Linked DNA regions of Mus musculus: region 1 is linked to region 2. The links are chromatin contacts, called in public HiChIP or PLAC-seq maps. All regions are on one chromosome and are shown on one strand. Each heading gives the region's core, a stretch centred on a gene start, on an enhancer-like site or on the middle of the called end of the contact. The rest is flanking DNA. Distances are from core to core; before and after follow the strand shown.

Region 1 (4,309 bases), core at 1,207-3,706, 96 kb after region 2:
AGGTCACTCATGGCTACAGTATGTTATAGCTTGTACAAATATTCTACCCAGTGCACATGGGCTAGCACCATTTGGGACCCACAATGGGACAAGGCATTTCTCCTGAGCCTTCTCATGGTCTCCTGGTGGGACTCAGCAGGCCACATAACACCTAAGTACAGCCCTTCCCTAAGGACCAGTCTGAAGTATTCAGACATCCCACCATCCTGGGAGACAGTGAGGGAGTTAATAGCGGCAGTGAGGAGTAGGATAGGGCATGTTAGAAAGCCCAGAGTGGGGAGAGAGGGGGATTCCCACCACATCTGCCTAAGACAATAAAGGACCTGTGATCCATCTTCAGCACCACGGTAAGTGATGGATACAATAAAGACTAAAAGCATCATCCCACATGTCTGCAGAGGCCCCATCATGACAGGTACCTTGCTCACATTGACACAGCAAAAGCAGATCTGGGGAGGAGCAGGGCTACCTGTGGTCATGCTGCAAGTTCCTGCAGTGCCCCAAGAGCTCTAAAGCCCAGAAGGACCTCAGGCTTTCCAGTGTGGCCTCCTCCGTGTAGTCTGTTCCCGGAGATGAACCTCCTATTGGAGAAGGAAGATCTCCTTGTCATTATCTTCTTAAAAACCCCAGACTCACAACACAACACCAAGTTCTCTTGGATTTTGCAGTTTTCATAAATTGCCAAACCAGGGAGTTACTTCCATCCGGGAAAATGTATTTCTCTATCCACATAGCAGCACAGATTGTTCTCTTGGGCTTTGCACAAACTCCTATGTGAGAACAATGTTGTGCTTTTAAATAGATGTCTGTTTGCTTTGTTTTGTCTTTTCTTGGCTCCCTCTTTGGTAACAATGCCTCCCAGCCTGCCTAACAGTGCCAGGAGGACCCCTGATGGGGGAAAAAAGAGCGGGCAGGGTGAGGAAGGGAGAGGCTGAAGGGCTAGCAAGGGTTTGGAGTACTATGAAGGGGACTCCCAGGAGACAGCCAGGAAAAGAAGACCTTTGTGTAAGTCAGATTGTACCAGGGAGAAAGCTGGAAACCCAAGGCATCAACAGGTGGCCTAATTAATTAAGGTGGGGCTAGGATAAAGGGAAGGAGACATTACTAAAATTCAGGTGAGATAGACACACACGATTTTGTTTGTACTTGTGGTTAAAAGACCATGCTACTTGTCACATCACCAGGACCTCTGTGGGTTGCCTCAAAGTCGGGTGGCACAGATAGGAAGCCAAGGACAAGAGAACTGGAGAGATACCTCCCTCTCAAAATTGCTAGATACAAGAAACTGTGGTTTGATGTACCACTATACCCGGGCTTCCCCTTTTTCTTACAGAATGGGTTTGGTGGTGGTGGCAGTTGTTTTAGTGGTTATTGTTGTTGTGGTGGTGGTGGTTGTGGTGGTGGTGGTTGTGGTGGTGGTTACTGTGCACTCCTATAATTCCAGCACTTGGGAGTAAAAAGTAAGAGGATTGGGAGTTTGAGGCTAGCCTGAACTACAGAGTTAGTTTTAGGACAGCCTGGGCTACATGGTGGTTCTCTGAAGATAGAGATACCATGTCACAGCAGCAGCAAGCTGGGGGCCTGGGCACCTGAGAAGAATGAAGAGCAGGAGCTTGTGGCTGGTTCTAACCCTCAGAACCACAGGGCGATATCTTTGGAAGGAGCCAGGCCCATCCCAAATGAGCTGACCCAACACTCCTTCGTGAAGCTGCTAAGCTAGACCCATCCTCAGGGCCTAAAACTCCACGCAGAAGTGCCACCAAAAGTTAACTGCAACGTATGACTTCTGCCCCCTTTGCCCTTCCCTGAGACCCTTGATAAGGCAGAGGGAGCTGCTCCTAGCGGTACTCAGAGTCAGGTGACCTTTCCTGGGAGCAAAGCATGGTCTATGGGTTGCACAGTGCCTGCACACTGCCCCTCTTGGCTCCTTCTTCCTTGCGAGACCTAGAAAAGCCCATCATCCTGTGGCATTTCATGGCTCGGCAACAGCCCTGCTGCAGTGAGACTGAACTCTCGCAGGCCCTGAGACTCTGTGTAAGTGAGTTCACCTGTCTCTGCCTTGCCCTCTTCGATGGTAAAGAGCTTAAACAAGGCCTGGTGCGCGGTAAGCCAGCAGACATCACCTGTGAGCCTCACGGCCCACCCCCACCCCCCAGCTCCAGAGCTCTGGTCAAGCCACTTAGTCGTGCAGCTCTGTCTTCACTGTAAGTATTTGTAACTGGCTGCAACATACAGGCACTGTCCTCAGTGATGAAACCACAGAGCCCAGCAATGTGTGTGCCCTGTCCTTAAAGAGCCAAGTCTATAGAAGACAATGGCAGTAGAGCGGACAATTAAAGCGTAAGTGGCCAGGCCTAAGGCTGGGACTTTAGTCACGGGGCTTCTCAGACTAATCCCTGTGGCTTTTTGAGTCTGGTCCCTGAGGCTGCAGTCACATGGGCAAGCCACAGGATCCTGTCCTTGATTAGGAGCTGTCATCTCCTACCCTCCGATGGCACATTCCTGTGGCTGCTCTCACTAAACAGTCTGGGAGTTCCGCCACAGAGCCCAGTTCTCTGTCCTTGCCACACACACGCACATGCCGGCTTCGAGGTCCGTTTTCTTTCTTTCTTTTTTTTTTTTTAAGTTTTGTTTTTATTTGTGTGTGTGTGTGTGTGTGTGTGTGTGTGTGTGTGTGTGCTTGTGCCGTCTATGTCTCTTTCTCTGTGTGTGTGTGTGTCTGTGTGCCTGTGTTTCTAAATCTGTATATGTGTGTCTGTCTGTCTGTCTCTTTCTCTGTGTGTGTGCTGTGTCTGTGTGTGTATTGTGTGTCTGTGTATATGTCTGTGTGCCTGTGTTTGTGCTTCTGTGTCTGTGTATGTCTGTCTGTCTGTCTCTTTCTGTGTGTTGTGTATATCTATGTGCCTGTGTCTGTATGTGTATGTCTGTGTATGTGTGTCTGTCTCTCTTTCTCTGTGTGTGTCTGACTGTGTGTGTGTGCATCTATGTGCCTGTGTCTGTATGTGCATGTCTGTATATGTGTGTCTGTCTGTCTCTCTGTGTTGTGTGCCTGTATGTAGGTGACCTCAGAGGTCAGAAGAAGGAGTATTACAGGCAATTATGAGACACACGATGTAGGGGCAGGGAACTGAACTCAAGTCCTCTGGAAGAGTGGCTAGCAAGCACTCATAATCACTGAAGCATTTTCTAGCCCTACAACACTGCTGTCATCTGAGGGGTAACCCACTGAGTCCTGCAAAACTAGGTCCTGCAACTTACCAGCTTCTGCTCTGGCCCTTATTTTGATCTCTAGCTCTAGCTACAAGGCCATCATGGCTCTGTAGTGAGGTGCTTTGCATGGGTGTAAAAATCTAACTGCCCTTGCATACTAGAACCCCTTAGACTGACTCTAAGGCTTAGAGAGAGAGGTCACACTGAGGCGGCCTTGACAGCCTTCTATGAAGGAAGAACTGCCCGGGCAATCCCTGTGTCTTGACTCTACTACCAGATTCGACAACTAGCGCTGAGCAGAGTCAAAAACAGAAAAACAAAACAACCCCCCTTCCCCCTCCCCCCCAAAAAAAAACCTAGCTAGAGGGGCTGCAGCAACAGTAACAGCGAGGGGTGAGGGATGGAGTCTCACGCAGATGAGGCTACTGTCCTGAGCTCTTTATCCCCAGAGTGTCTGAGTGGAACACTAATGTAAGGCCCCCAATCCATGGTCCTTAGCTGTGCTCACACAGATGGAACTACCCCCATCCGGGACAGGAGGAGTGCCTGGGCTTTCAGTAGTGGATAGGGAGCAAGATAGTGGCAGTCCGGGACAGCAGTGGGAGGTTGGGGAGAACCTTCACCTAGCTGCACCCTGCCGCCCCGCCTGTGTCACACACACTGAACCACCGCACCACGGCACCAACACCCTCCCGGGCGGGCCAACCTGGCCTGTTCAAACTGAGTCTGAATCTGGCCGGAGTACCCGGGACAGCTGCCTCTGCTGCCGCCTGACCCACTCCACCCCCAACCGCATCAGCCTTCCCTCTTCCCACCCAAAACACGGGCACTTTCTAGGTCTCATTTAATTCGACTTTTTTTTTTTTTTTTACGGGCAAGGGAATGAACATTGTCCCTACGTTAAAGGAGGAAATGGATACTGGGAAATATCACTCGGCCCCCAGATCACACAGCCGCTGCTAGGAGAACCCACGCGGTTTAATTCTGTTGCGCCCGGGCGCACCTGGAGACAAGAACAGCCAGGAGGGCGCCACCTGTGCGGGAGATCTTGGGGTTCCTTTCCCGGAACCTTGTGGCATTTTCTGGAGCTTCGCGCCCT
Region 2 (4,013 bases), core at 116-2,615:
CCTAATTCTCAGGACCTTTTAGACACTAACATGACCCCATGACTCTAAGAAAGGGACATAATATGCAATGTCTTCCAAAGTGTATTTTAACAGGAAGCACTTTGGCACAGCATAGGTCAAGATTAATGGAACACAAAACACATTTTATATTCTATATGTCACAGGGGAGACTCTCCAATGTCTTTGGTAGTTGTCTTCCAGTGTCATGCTCTGTGAGACCTCCCCATCACTCTGCACTTACTGATCATGGCTCTGTCAGGGCCCCATAACCTTCACTGTCTTTTGCTTTTCTCCTTTCTCCTATGCAAATTTCCCAGGCCTCTGTCAGAAGTATTGGATTGGACAGAGAAGGCCCAGGGTGAAAGTGAAGCTGAAGGCCAAGACAAAGCAAGACTTGGAAGCACTCATTGGTTAGGGGTCGTGGAGAGAGAACAATGGAGTCAGAGGTGTTGGCCATCTTGCTATGGAGTTGGAGTTGTCTTTCTTTTATAAGCAGCCATCATTGGACGGGAAGAGGACAAACAGAGAGGGATATTTACAAGTGAGAGGCAAAGAGAGAGCCAGAGGGCCAGAGGGCTCCACCCACGGAAGAGCCACAGCCTGCCAAAGTGGCTCCCTCTGCCTTCAGCAGCAGTTCTCCCTTCATGGGAGGTTGTGGGTTCCCAAACTTGGTTCCATCAGACTCTACAAAATGGTTTCCCTCCAGCCTGGTAGCCCCCGGCTGATGTCGGGAGATGAGGGTCACTGAAGGGAAGCCATAGGTCTCTAGCCCAGGAGGCTGCCCAGCCTCAGAAGCTTCCAGAATAAGATCCACATCTGAGAAAGCCACCAGCGCTTGGGTGGAGTCGCAGGAGCTCTTCTCCAGCTCACCGGCTGCAGCGTAGGCTAGGGGCCCTGGGGACCGAGGGCTTGGCCAGAGCCGCCGAAGGTCATCCCGGAAGTGAGGGTTGAAGAGCAGGTAGAGCAGTGGGTTGAGGCAGGCAGGCAGAGGCAGCACCACCAGAAGGACTGACTTGACAGCCTCGGGGGTGACAGGGAAGAGGCCCAGCATAGAGGCAAAGCTGAGGAAGGCCACGGGGCAGTAGAGGAGGCCATCTGCAAAGATGAGCCAGGCCACGTGGCGCACCATGGCGCAGTCCCACACGGCCTCAAAGTCACCCCGTGGCAGGTCACAGTAGAGCTTGATGTAGGCGCCGGCCACCACCAGGAAGCAGAGCGAGTTCATCATCACCAGGGCTACAGCGAAGCCCAGGGCAGCCGGCCGGCCCTCGGGTGGGGCGTAGGGCAGGCAGAGTGGGGAGGCGCCATACTCTCCCACCGAGGCCAGCGGCAGTGCTGCGGCCAGCCCGGCCAGCGCCAGGCATCCCAGTGCGCCTGCGCGGACGCTGCCAGGCGACGGCGCCTTCCCGTAGGCTCGGACGCAGGTCACGGAGATGCTGCACTGCACGGCCGCCAGTGTGAGCAGCAGCACCGACGCCTCTGAACCCAGGACAGCCAGGAAGCCCGTAGCCTGGCAGCCCAGACCGCTCTCCCAGCGGGCTCCATACTCAGCGAACTGACCATAGGTCAAGGCGTCCACCGAGGCCAGGAGACCACAGGAAATGCCCGACAGGGCGTTGGCGCCTGCCATCGCACCCACCACAAGCTTGACGGGGGACAGCGGGCTGGGTCCGCTGGCAAAGACTGTCAGCAGCACCAGCCCGTTACAGAGTACGGAGAGTAACACGATGGCCCACACAGCAAGGCGGATGCCCCAGCTCTCAAAGAGGTGCTCGCAGGGCTTGAAGGGGCCTGTGTGAGAGAGGAGCAGAGATAGATGTAAGCCCAGAGCCAGAGCTGCCAGAACCCAGCTCACTGGTAAAGCCATGATCAGACAACTCCTAACTCAAAGGAGACCAACAGGAGAGAATTTCTGTCTCAGAAATAGAGACTTGAAAACTCGAAAAAACAAAAACAAAACAAAAACCTCCCGAAAGGAAAAAAAAAAAAAAAAAACCTCCCGAAAATGGGGTGGGAGAACTAAGAGGAAGCTGGGAAGAAAAATACACAGAAATAGATGCGTGATGCAGTGCAAACCCAGACCCGAGGAAATGCTAAGAAATTTAGTCTTCCTAAAGGAACACGATTTGGAGAGATAGAAGGAACAAACTGTCCGACAGAAGCGAAGAGACGTTCAGGCGAGAGCAAAGGCAGAGTGAGGCGCTGTCCAGAGTCAACTACTTTATGGTGGTGACTCTGCCCAAGCCATCATTGACATTTCCACGGTTGGTCGAGAAGTCCTGAGTAGACTTATTAGGCTGGTTCTCCCTTGCTTTGAGTACACTTCATGTTTATCGTGCAATCAGTATTTGGAAGACAAAGGGCATAATCGAAATATAGAAAACTTTGCCAAGTATAGCAGTTCCCATCTATAATCTCAACACTTAGGGAGCTGAGGCAGGAGGGGATGTGTGTGAGGCTAGCCTGAGATGATAGTGAGACCCTAACTAAAAACAAAGAAAAAATACTTTGAACTTCTCAAATTTTCCAACTGGACCCCAGAGTAGATTGGTCAGATCCTGGCGTCTTTCCATCTCTTTCCCCAATGCTATTCTTAAGTCACCTTGTAACTTTTGGGCATAGTATTTCTTCATTTCCTTTGGCTCTAGACTTGTTTTTCAATGTATTGCTAGGTGGCTGGGGAATTTAACAGATTTCTGTGGGAGCTATTTTAGAAAACATTTTTCTGATTATGAAATAATAGGTGGAAATTTGAAAATATAGCATGGCAAAATTTAAACTGTATGGCCTCACCTCTCAAATAGAACTCCTTATTTTGGCATATTTCCTTTTAGGTTTTATATATATATTTAAAATAAGTTGGGATTTTATTCTCCTTAAATTAAGCTTTGCATGCTCCCTTACAATCTCAAAAAACAAAACAAAACAAAACAAAAAAAGACCCCACATATTTTTAATGGCTGTATAACTATTCCGCATCAATTTATCTGACAATTTGTGTGAGCTATTTTAAAAGCAAGTTCAAGTTGGACCTTGTTTTCCAGAACTTTCTCTTTCACCTCATCCTTGTTTGTTGCTGATTTTCAGACATGAAATTCTCGAGGCAGAGCCACTGAAGCACCGGTTTCCTAGCAAAATACACGTCTGCTTCTTTCCCTCATCCACCACTAGAGGGTGCACTTTGCCGCTAAGCGCTAAAAGCTTGTCAGAAGCAAGGTCAAGGCTGAAAGCTTTCTGGGCAAAGAAAGGTTTTAAGCCAAAGAAATCTGGAAATCTGGAAAACGAAGGTGGGATGAAATAAAAACAGCTAACTGTTTGTAATTTTGTGTTTATTTTGAACATCTCTTGGCCCACACAGCACTGTGCTGTCTTCTGGCATGGCCTGCTGGTGTTTTAATGTTTTGGTTTGGCTTTTTTGAGACAGGTCCCCACTATGTAGCTCTGGATGTCCTGGAACTCGAGACGTAGACCAGGCTGGCCTCAAACTTAGAGATCTGTGTGCCTCTGTGTCCTGAGTACTGGGATTAAAGGCACACACTACCATTCCTGGCTCCGTTCACATTTTATACACAGGGAAGGGACTCTACTCACTTAAAATCGAACAAATGAAAAACTTAGGTTGTTTGGCATCAAGAAAAAAGAGCCCCTCCCCTTTCTTTCCAGCAACCTGGCTCTCATGGCCCCAGGTTAGACTCCAGAGGAGGCTTTCCTGGCTCTAAGGAAGTACTTTAGGAATTATCCAAAATTGTTCCACTCTAGAAGACGTTAGTAAAGAGATTTCACTCTTCTCGGGATAGAGCAGGTGATCTTTCAGAGCTTCTCCTGGCCCTATGAGTCTGTGGTATGTGTGTGTGTTTGAGGGCATGCTCAAAAAGTAGCCCCAGCAATGACATCAAGACATCCCTCACTTCTCTTCTTCTCTCTCCCATGAGAACAACTTACTCCTAGATGCATAACCTTTGATTTGGCTGAATTGGGAAGGCTGCTTGACCTTTCCCAACCCTGCTGCTTCC

What was found. HiChIP or PLAC-seq counts read pairs in DNA pulled down with a chosen protein or histone mark.
Region 1: a contact with region 2 is called in an H3K4me3 HiChIP or PLAC-seq map of craniofacial prominence, with 2.5 times the contacts expected there. The contact joins two enhancer-like sites. A contact is called at or near these places in 1 of 39 promoter capture datasets (the SN4741 cell line), 19 of 484 Hi-C or Micro-C datasets (the CH12 cell line, the G1E-ER4 cell line, Sertoli cells and 11 more), 10 of 115 datasets of contacts at active chromatin or transcription factors (the 230-238 cell line, craniofacial prominence, effector CD8 T cells and 6 more) and 1 of 9 other capture datasets (liver).

What each region holds. Positions count from the first base shown.
Region 1 is chr1:135,081,190-135,085,498 of GRCm38.p6, forward strand. The region is part of intron 1 of Lgr6 (leucine-rich repeat-containing G protein-coupled receptor 6); the gene reads right to left. Among named protein-coding and RNA genes, the nearest start is that of Lgr6, 22 kb to the right of the region's middle. Within about 2 kb of position 2,457, at least 32 of the 459 cell types and tissues checked have an H3K27ac peak or open chromatin away from gene starts, as enhancers often do. A contact at or near this core is called in craniofacial prominence, where this site is marked.
Region 2 is chr1:134,986,401-134,990,413 of GRCm38.p6, forward strand. Lgr6 (leucine-rich repeat-containing G protein-coupled receptor 6) reads right to left here. Exons shown (of 18, transcript NM_001033409.3): 18 at 1-1,791. The coding sequence ends at 536. Among named protein-coding and RNA genes, the nearest start is that of Ube2t, 26 kb to the left of the region's middle. Within about 2 kb of position 1,366, at least 128 of the 459 cell types and tissues checked have an H3K27ac peak or open chromatin away from gene starts, as enhancers often do. A contact at or near this core is called in craniofacial prominence, where this site is marked.